Linked DNA regions of Mus musculus: region 1 is linked to region 2. Evidence: chromatin contacts called from public HiChIP or PLAC-seq data. All regions are on one chromosome and are shown on one strand. The core of a region is the stretch at or near the end of the contact, and the rest is flanking DNA. Distances in the headings are between cores, read along the strand shown. Region 1 holds the start of Rps2 (ribosomal protein S2). Region 2 holds the start of Npw (neuropeptide W).

Region 1 (2,860 bases), core at 139-2,638, 62 kb after region 2:
AACAGTAGTGGAGCTGCTAACATTCCATCAAAGTCTTCCTTTTAGCCAGGCCGTGGTGGTGGTACATTCCTTTAATCTCAACAGAGGAGGCAGAGGCATCTCTTTGAATTTGAGGCCAGTCTGATCTAAAGTGAGTTCCAGGACAGCCAGAGCTACACAACGAAATACTGTTTCATACCCTTTCAGTGAAGGCCATCTTGGGAGCTACAACAGTATACATAAAGGCCACTCCAGGTCATGATCTGACCTGGACTGTTGTGGGGCCACACGCTCAGTAAACTGAGATTTTTATTGGTTTACTAAGGTGAACTTTAGTGGTCACCACTGGTACCCTACTTGAAAAAAAAATGCAAACACATTCCTGTAAATTTATTTTAGCGTAGGTGGTCATCTTTTAAAAAACGTCGGGCTGTGGCTCAGTGGGTAAGAGCACCGACTACCCTTCCAAAGGTACTGAGTTCAAATTCCAGTAACCACATGGTGGCTCACAACCACCCTTGAGATCTGATGCCCTCTTCTGGTGTGTTTGAAGACAGCTACAGTGAACTTAAAATAATAAATAAATCTTTGGGCCAGAGCAAGCAGAGGTCCTAAATTCAATTCCCAACAACCACATGAAGGCTCACAACCATCTGTACAACTACAGTGTGTACTCACATACATAAATCTTTTAAAAAAATGTCTCGTCGGGCGTGGTGGCGGACGCCTTTAATCCCAGCACTTGGGAGGCAGCGGCAGGCGGATTTTTGAGTTCGAGGCCAGCCTGGTCTACAGAGTGAGTTCCAGGACAGCCAGGGCTATACAGAGAAACCCTATCTCGAAAAACCAAAACCAAAAAACACCAACATACGATAAGTTAGGTTAAATCACTTTATTTGAGAAAAGAGGACAATTCTTGCGGGAGGCGGCGGCAACGTCCATATCCAGGGGAACCTGCGAAATAAATGAGGCGGTTAAGACTGTGGCCACAGGGCGGACCGCGGGGCAGCAGAGTCGCTCTGGAATGTAGGGGCCTGGGTTTCACCCTCCCACACCGGGGCAGCGGGCGGTGAGCTGAGGCCTCTGTGGCTCTGGGCGCCGAATCTCACCCCCGGCTACAAGCCAAAGCCGAGGGTGATTTTCAACGAACGCCCATTTACTGGATCAACTGCGTAAGCCTGGAGAAGCCCGTGAGGAGCGACTTACCCGAACACGCCAACGTCGCCACGGGTTCCTGGACACAAGCGGGACGGCCCAGCGCGGGCGCGAGTATTTATACGTCCTTCCGGCTGGTGTAGGGCGCGGCTTCGGCGAGGGAAAGTCCGCAGGCGCAGACAGATCACGGCGGGGGCGGGACAAGACGCAGCCAACCACAGCCTGCGGGTGCTGTGCGTAGGCAGTCGAGATCTCGCGCTTCTTGGAGCACTATAAATTGTCCCTTCCGCGGCGCCTCCCTCTTCTTCTTCTTCGGGAGAACACGTGAGTCTATGTTGCTGGGACCTGGCTTTGCGGCCTGGGCCGTGGGAATCCGTGGACATCCGGACAGACACAGTTTTGGCAGGACCGCACAGCCTAGCGTTCTGCTGATTTCCTTTTTTTCCTCTTCTTTTTGTCACTAGCAAATGGCGGATGACGCCGGTGCAGCGGGAGGGCCCGGAGGACCCGGGGGCCCAGGATTAGGTGGCCGCGGCGGCTTCCGCGGAGGATTCGGCAGCGGTCTTAGGGGCCGTGGTCGTGGCCGAGGCCGTGGCCGTGGTCGAGGCCGCGGGGCTCGTGGAGGTAAAGCTGAAGACAAGGAGGTAGGTCTGGGCCGCTGGCGGGGCGGGCTGCTCGCCCCTGCACCGAGAGGCAGCCCTTTGACTGGTGTCTTCTTCCTTCAGTGGATCCCCGTCACCAAGCTGGGCCGTCTGGTTAAGGACATGAAGATCAAGTCCTTGGAGGAGATCTACCTGTTCTCCCTGCCCATTAAGGAGTCTGAGATCATTGATTTCTTCCTGGGTGCGTCCCTAAAGGATGAGGTTCTGAAAATCATGCCAGTGCAGAAGCAGACTCGGGCTGGCCAGCGGACCAGGTTCAAGGTTGGTTAAGATTGCTTTTTTGGCCGTGAGGTTGAGCAAAACTCTCTCACTCTGCATGGTTACACAAGGTTTTACCCGTGTGACTTTCGTACGGAGAGAGAGAGAAAACGAGTTCCTTCAGGACTTTGGATTGGCCTCACAGTGGCCTCTCTTGCCTAGAGGAGCACCACAGGTCCTCTTTGGGATGTGCTGGTGCCATGACCTGTCTCCAGCCATTTCACCTAAGTCTTCTCATAGGCTTTCGTCGCTATTGGGGACTACAATGGTCACGTTGGTCTTGGTGTTAAGTGCTCCAAGGAGGTTGCCACTGCCATCCGAGGGGCCATCATCTTGGCCAAGCTTTCCATCGTCCCTGTGCGGAGAGGCTACTGGGGGAACAAGATTGGCAAGCCCCACACTGTTCCATGCAAGGTGACAGGCCGCTGTGGCTCTGTGCTGGTGCGTCTCATCCCTGCCCCCAGAGGCACTGGCATTGTCTCTGCTCCTGTGCCCAAGAAGCTCCTGATGATGGCCGGTATAGATGACTGCTACACTTCAGCCAGAGGCTGCACTGCCACCCTGGGCAACTTTGGTAGGTATCTCACAATTAACTGTGGCCTCTCTTAGCTCTGCTGGATCACACAGGTCCAGTGTGTGGTTGGTGTCTTTTTGTTTGTTTGAGACAGGGTTTCTCTGTATAGTCCTGGCTGACCTGGAACTCACTCTGTAGACCAGAGACTGGCCTCAAACCGAAATCTGCCTGCCTCTGTCTCCCAAGTGTGTGCGCCACTATGCCCGGCTTAGGTTGCATGGCAGACCTGCCC
Region 2 (2,811 bases), core at 119-2,618:
GCACTGTGTCTGTCCCTAAGGACAAACGGATGAGCTGGTCTGGTCAGGGAGGGCTTCCTGACATTTGCCAGGGCGTAGGCGCGCAGCTATGTGCGCTCTGAAGCTAGATGCTAAGTACACAATGAGAAAAAGGGTCACACGCGGGGGCGCAGGAATCAGGTTGGTTTTATTGACCAGACCACGAGGCCTGACTGGAGCTTCAAGCTGTGCTCCTGCCTAGGTCAAGCATGGGGGCGCCATCGGTTCTTGGGCCTGACAGGATCGGCAAAGATGACTTGCTGCAGGAACCATGGCTGGGCACGAAGCGTCTCTCCGAAGGCTCTAGAAAGAACAAAGCAGGACTCTAGAGACAGGGGCAAGGCTCTCCATTCTGTCCTCAGGTTGATATGGAAGGAACTCTGGGAAATTCTCCTAACGTGATGGGAAACAGAATGGGTAGGGGGGGCGTAGTGGCCCACACATGTAAAATCAGCAACCAGGAAGATAGGGAAGCATAATATCAAAAGGGGGGGGCTGGAAAACAGGGTATAACTCAGTAGGCAGAGTGCTTGCTTAGCATATGTGACGTCCTGGGTTCCATTTCTAGTACCACGTAAACCGAGTGTGGTGGTGCACACTTGTAATCCTATCACTTGGTATGTGGGAGAAGGATCAGGAGGAGTTCAGCCTGAGCTACAAGAAAAAGGGAAAAAACAAAAACAACAACAACAAAAACCCACCAGTACCCATAGGCTCGCGGTCTTGTGTGGTCTAAGACCCCTGGAAATTCCCTTGCCAGATGCCACGCCCACCTCCTCTCTTTCCTACTTACCTAGCAGCGGGCTCCTCTGAGATCCAGGAGTGAAGGCTTAGCGACTGCTCCGGTTGGCGGACTCCCTCCAGGTCCCGCGGACTCCAGGGTGCATGGACGGGAAGCCCTGCAGGTGAGCTCCTGCTTCGTACCTCCCACAGCTCCTGCCCTGAGGAAGGAAGCAGGAGAGCGCCGCGGGCGACCGGTCCTGGGAGCCGGGAGAGGGGTCCAGCAGCCCCGCCCAGGGCACGGCGCCACTGGTAGGGCGAGCGGCGCAGCCCCATGAGCAGCCCGGAGGCACGACCCACTGTGTGATAGCGGGGACTCGCCACGTGCTTATACCAGGCGCTGGCGGGCAGCGGTAGCAAGAGCAGAAGCAGCAGCAGGGGCAGCAGGGGCCGGTTCCTGGGAGTCCCGGGCCCAGGGCCCCGCACTTCTCTGTTAGACGCCAGCGCGCTCACGTCAATTGCCCCTTGGAGGGTTAGGACAAGAACTGGGTTTATGTCTCCGAGAACGAGAACGTCGGAGCTCCAGAGGATGGAGAAGACCAGTCAGTTGGTGCGACTACAGCCTTTCAGTGGCCCCGCCCCGGATCGCCCCCGCCGCACATGTCGCACTCACCCAAGGGAGAGGAGGATGGAGAGGGAGGTGAAGAGGGAACCCAGGCAGCTAGAAGCCTCTCAATGAGTAGTTCGCAAGCTGGACTGTGTTTGAAGCTCTAGTGGGGGATCTCCTTGCTTACTCTTTCCTCGCCCCCAGAAAGGGAACTGTCAAGGAGGGAGTTCCGGTACCACGGTCTCAGAATACAAGAATGGGCTGCCAGGGGCAAAAGGATGCCCCCTTGGTAGGAGTTGCTTCAACTGGAGCACTTAAGGAGAGGAGACAGCAGAGTTCTGGTGGGCTAGCATAGGGCAGTTTTGCGCGTGGGGCCACTCTTCCCTGAGGGCTGTACCTCTTCTTACCTAGTACAGCTCCTGAGATCCCACCCAAACCCAGTCTGCACTACAGGTAGCTTAATACTTGGAGACCTTGAGCTTGGGGCTGAGGCATGGGAACACGTTCCTATCATCCCAGCATGGATCTTGAGTTCAAAACAGCCTGATTATGTGACCCTAGCTCTAGGAAGAAGAAGGAAATCAAAGAGATGGGGGTGCGGGGAGCTAGGAAGGCAGGAAAGCAAGCAGGCAGGACAGTTTGGCCACATGAAGCCATCCCTGTGGTTTCTGGAGAGCTAGAATGTTAAGAGGTTCCTCCTGGAACCCTCAGCCCCAGGAGGCTTGACTGGGCCCTACCAAACTCCAGAGCCTCCTCTGTAACAATATCTTGGCACAAGACCTCCTCCCCAGCCAAAGTCAATCAGGGGAAGGGCTTAGCCCCACAGCAGGTGACTTGTTCACCTGTATATAAGAATATTCCAGTTGGGCATGGTGGCGCACTTTAATCCCAGCACTTGGGAGGCAGAGGCAGGTGGATTTCTGAGTTCGAGGCCAGCCTGGTCTAAAAAGTGAGTTCCAGGACAGCCAGGGCTATACAGAGAAACCCTGTCTCGAAAAACCAACCAAACAAACAAACAAAAAAAGAATATTCCTCCCTTATCTCTTTTCCTAGCAAATTTCTATAAACTTCAAGACTCCACTAAAATGGCTTTAGTCACCTCACTCCTCTAGCACTTACCCACTAAGACATCCCTCAAGCCTCTAGTTGAGAAGTTCTCATACAGCCCGGACTGGCCTTGAGCATGCTATGCAGCTAAGAATAACTTTGAACTTCTGACCCTCCTGTTTCTACCTCCAGGGCTAGGTTTATAGATACAGGCCACCATTTCCAATTTGAAACACCTTATTTTGATCTTCAAACCAAAGGAACCGCCTGTTCCTATGGGAGCCCTAGTCTTGGAGAGAGCAGCCTGGAGAGAGGAGTGGGCAGGAGGCTCAGCATGACATCGCCCACTGCCTGGCCACTTAGGTCCCCAGGAGCTGCTGCGCACTCCAAATCAGTGGGGAGATGGGCCAGCAGTTAGG

Evidence for each region. HiChIP or PLAC-seq counts read pairs in DNA pulled down with a chosen protein or histone mark.
Region 1: a contact with region 2 is called in an RNA polymerase II HiChIP or PLAC-seq map of embryonic stem cells, with 24 read pairs. The contact joins the promoter of Rps2 here to the promoter of Npw in region 2. A contact is called at or near these places in 2 of 39 promoter capture datasets (erythroid cells and macrophages), 7 of 484 Hi-C or Micro-C datasets (CD8 T cells, Sertoli cells, bone marrow-derived macrophages and 4 more), 8 of 115 datasets of contacts at active chromatin or transcription factors (bone marrow-derived dendritic cells, effector CD8 T cells, embryonic stem cells and 3 more) and 3 of 9 other capture datasets (adipose tissue, liver and pancreatic islet).

Annotation. Positions count from the first base shown.
Region 1 is chr17:24,718,675-24,721,534 of GRCm38.p6, forward strand. Rps2 (ribosomal protein S2) reads left to right here and starts at 1,389. Exons shown (of 6, transcript NM_008503.5): 1 at 1,389-1,458; 2 at 1,599-1,778; 3 at 1,860-2,057; 4 at 2,295-2,628. The coding sequence starts at 1,602. Snhg9 (small nucleolar RNA host gene 9) reads right to left here and starts at 1,291. Exons shown (of 2, transcript NR_027900.2): 1 at 1,186-1,291; 2 at 857-933. It overlaps Snora78 (small nucleolar RNA, H/ACA box 7), which reads right to left and starts at 1,158; the gene lies at 1,002-1,158. Snora64 (small nucleolar RNA, H/ACA box 64) reads left to right here and starts at 2,115; the gene lies at 2,115-2,231.
Region 2 is chr17:24,657,184-24,659,994 of GRCm38.p6, forward strand. Npw (neuropeptide W) reads right to left here and starts at 1,369. Exons shown (of 2, transcript NM_001099664.2): 1 at 812-1,369; 2 at 146-321. The coding sequence starts at 1,242. The coding sequence ends at 222.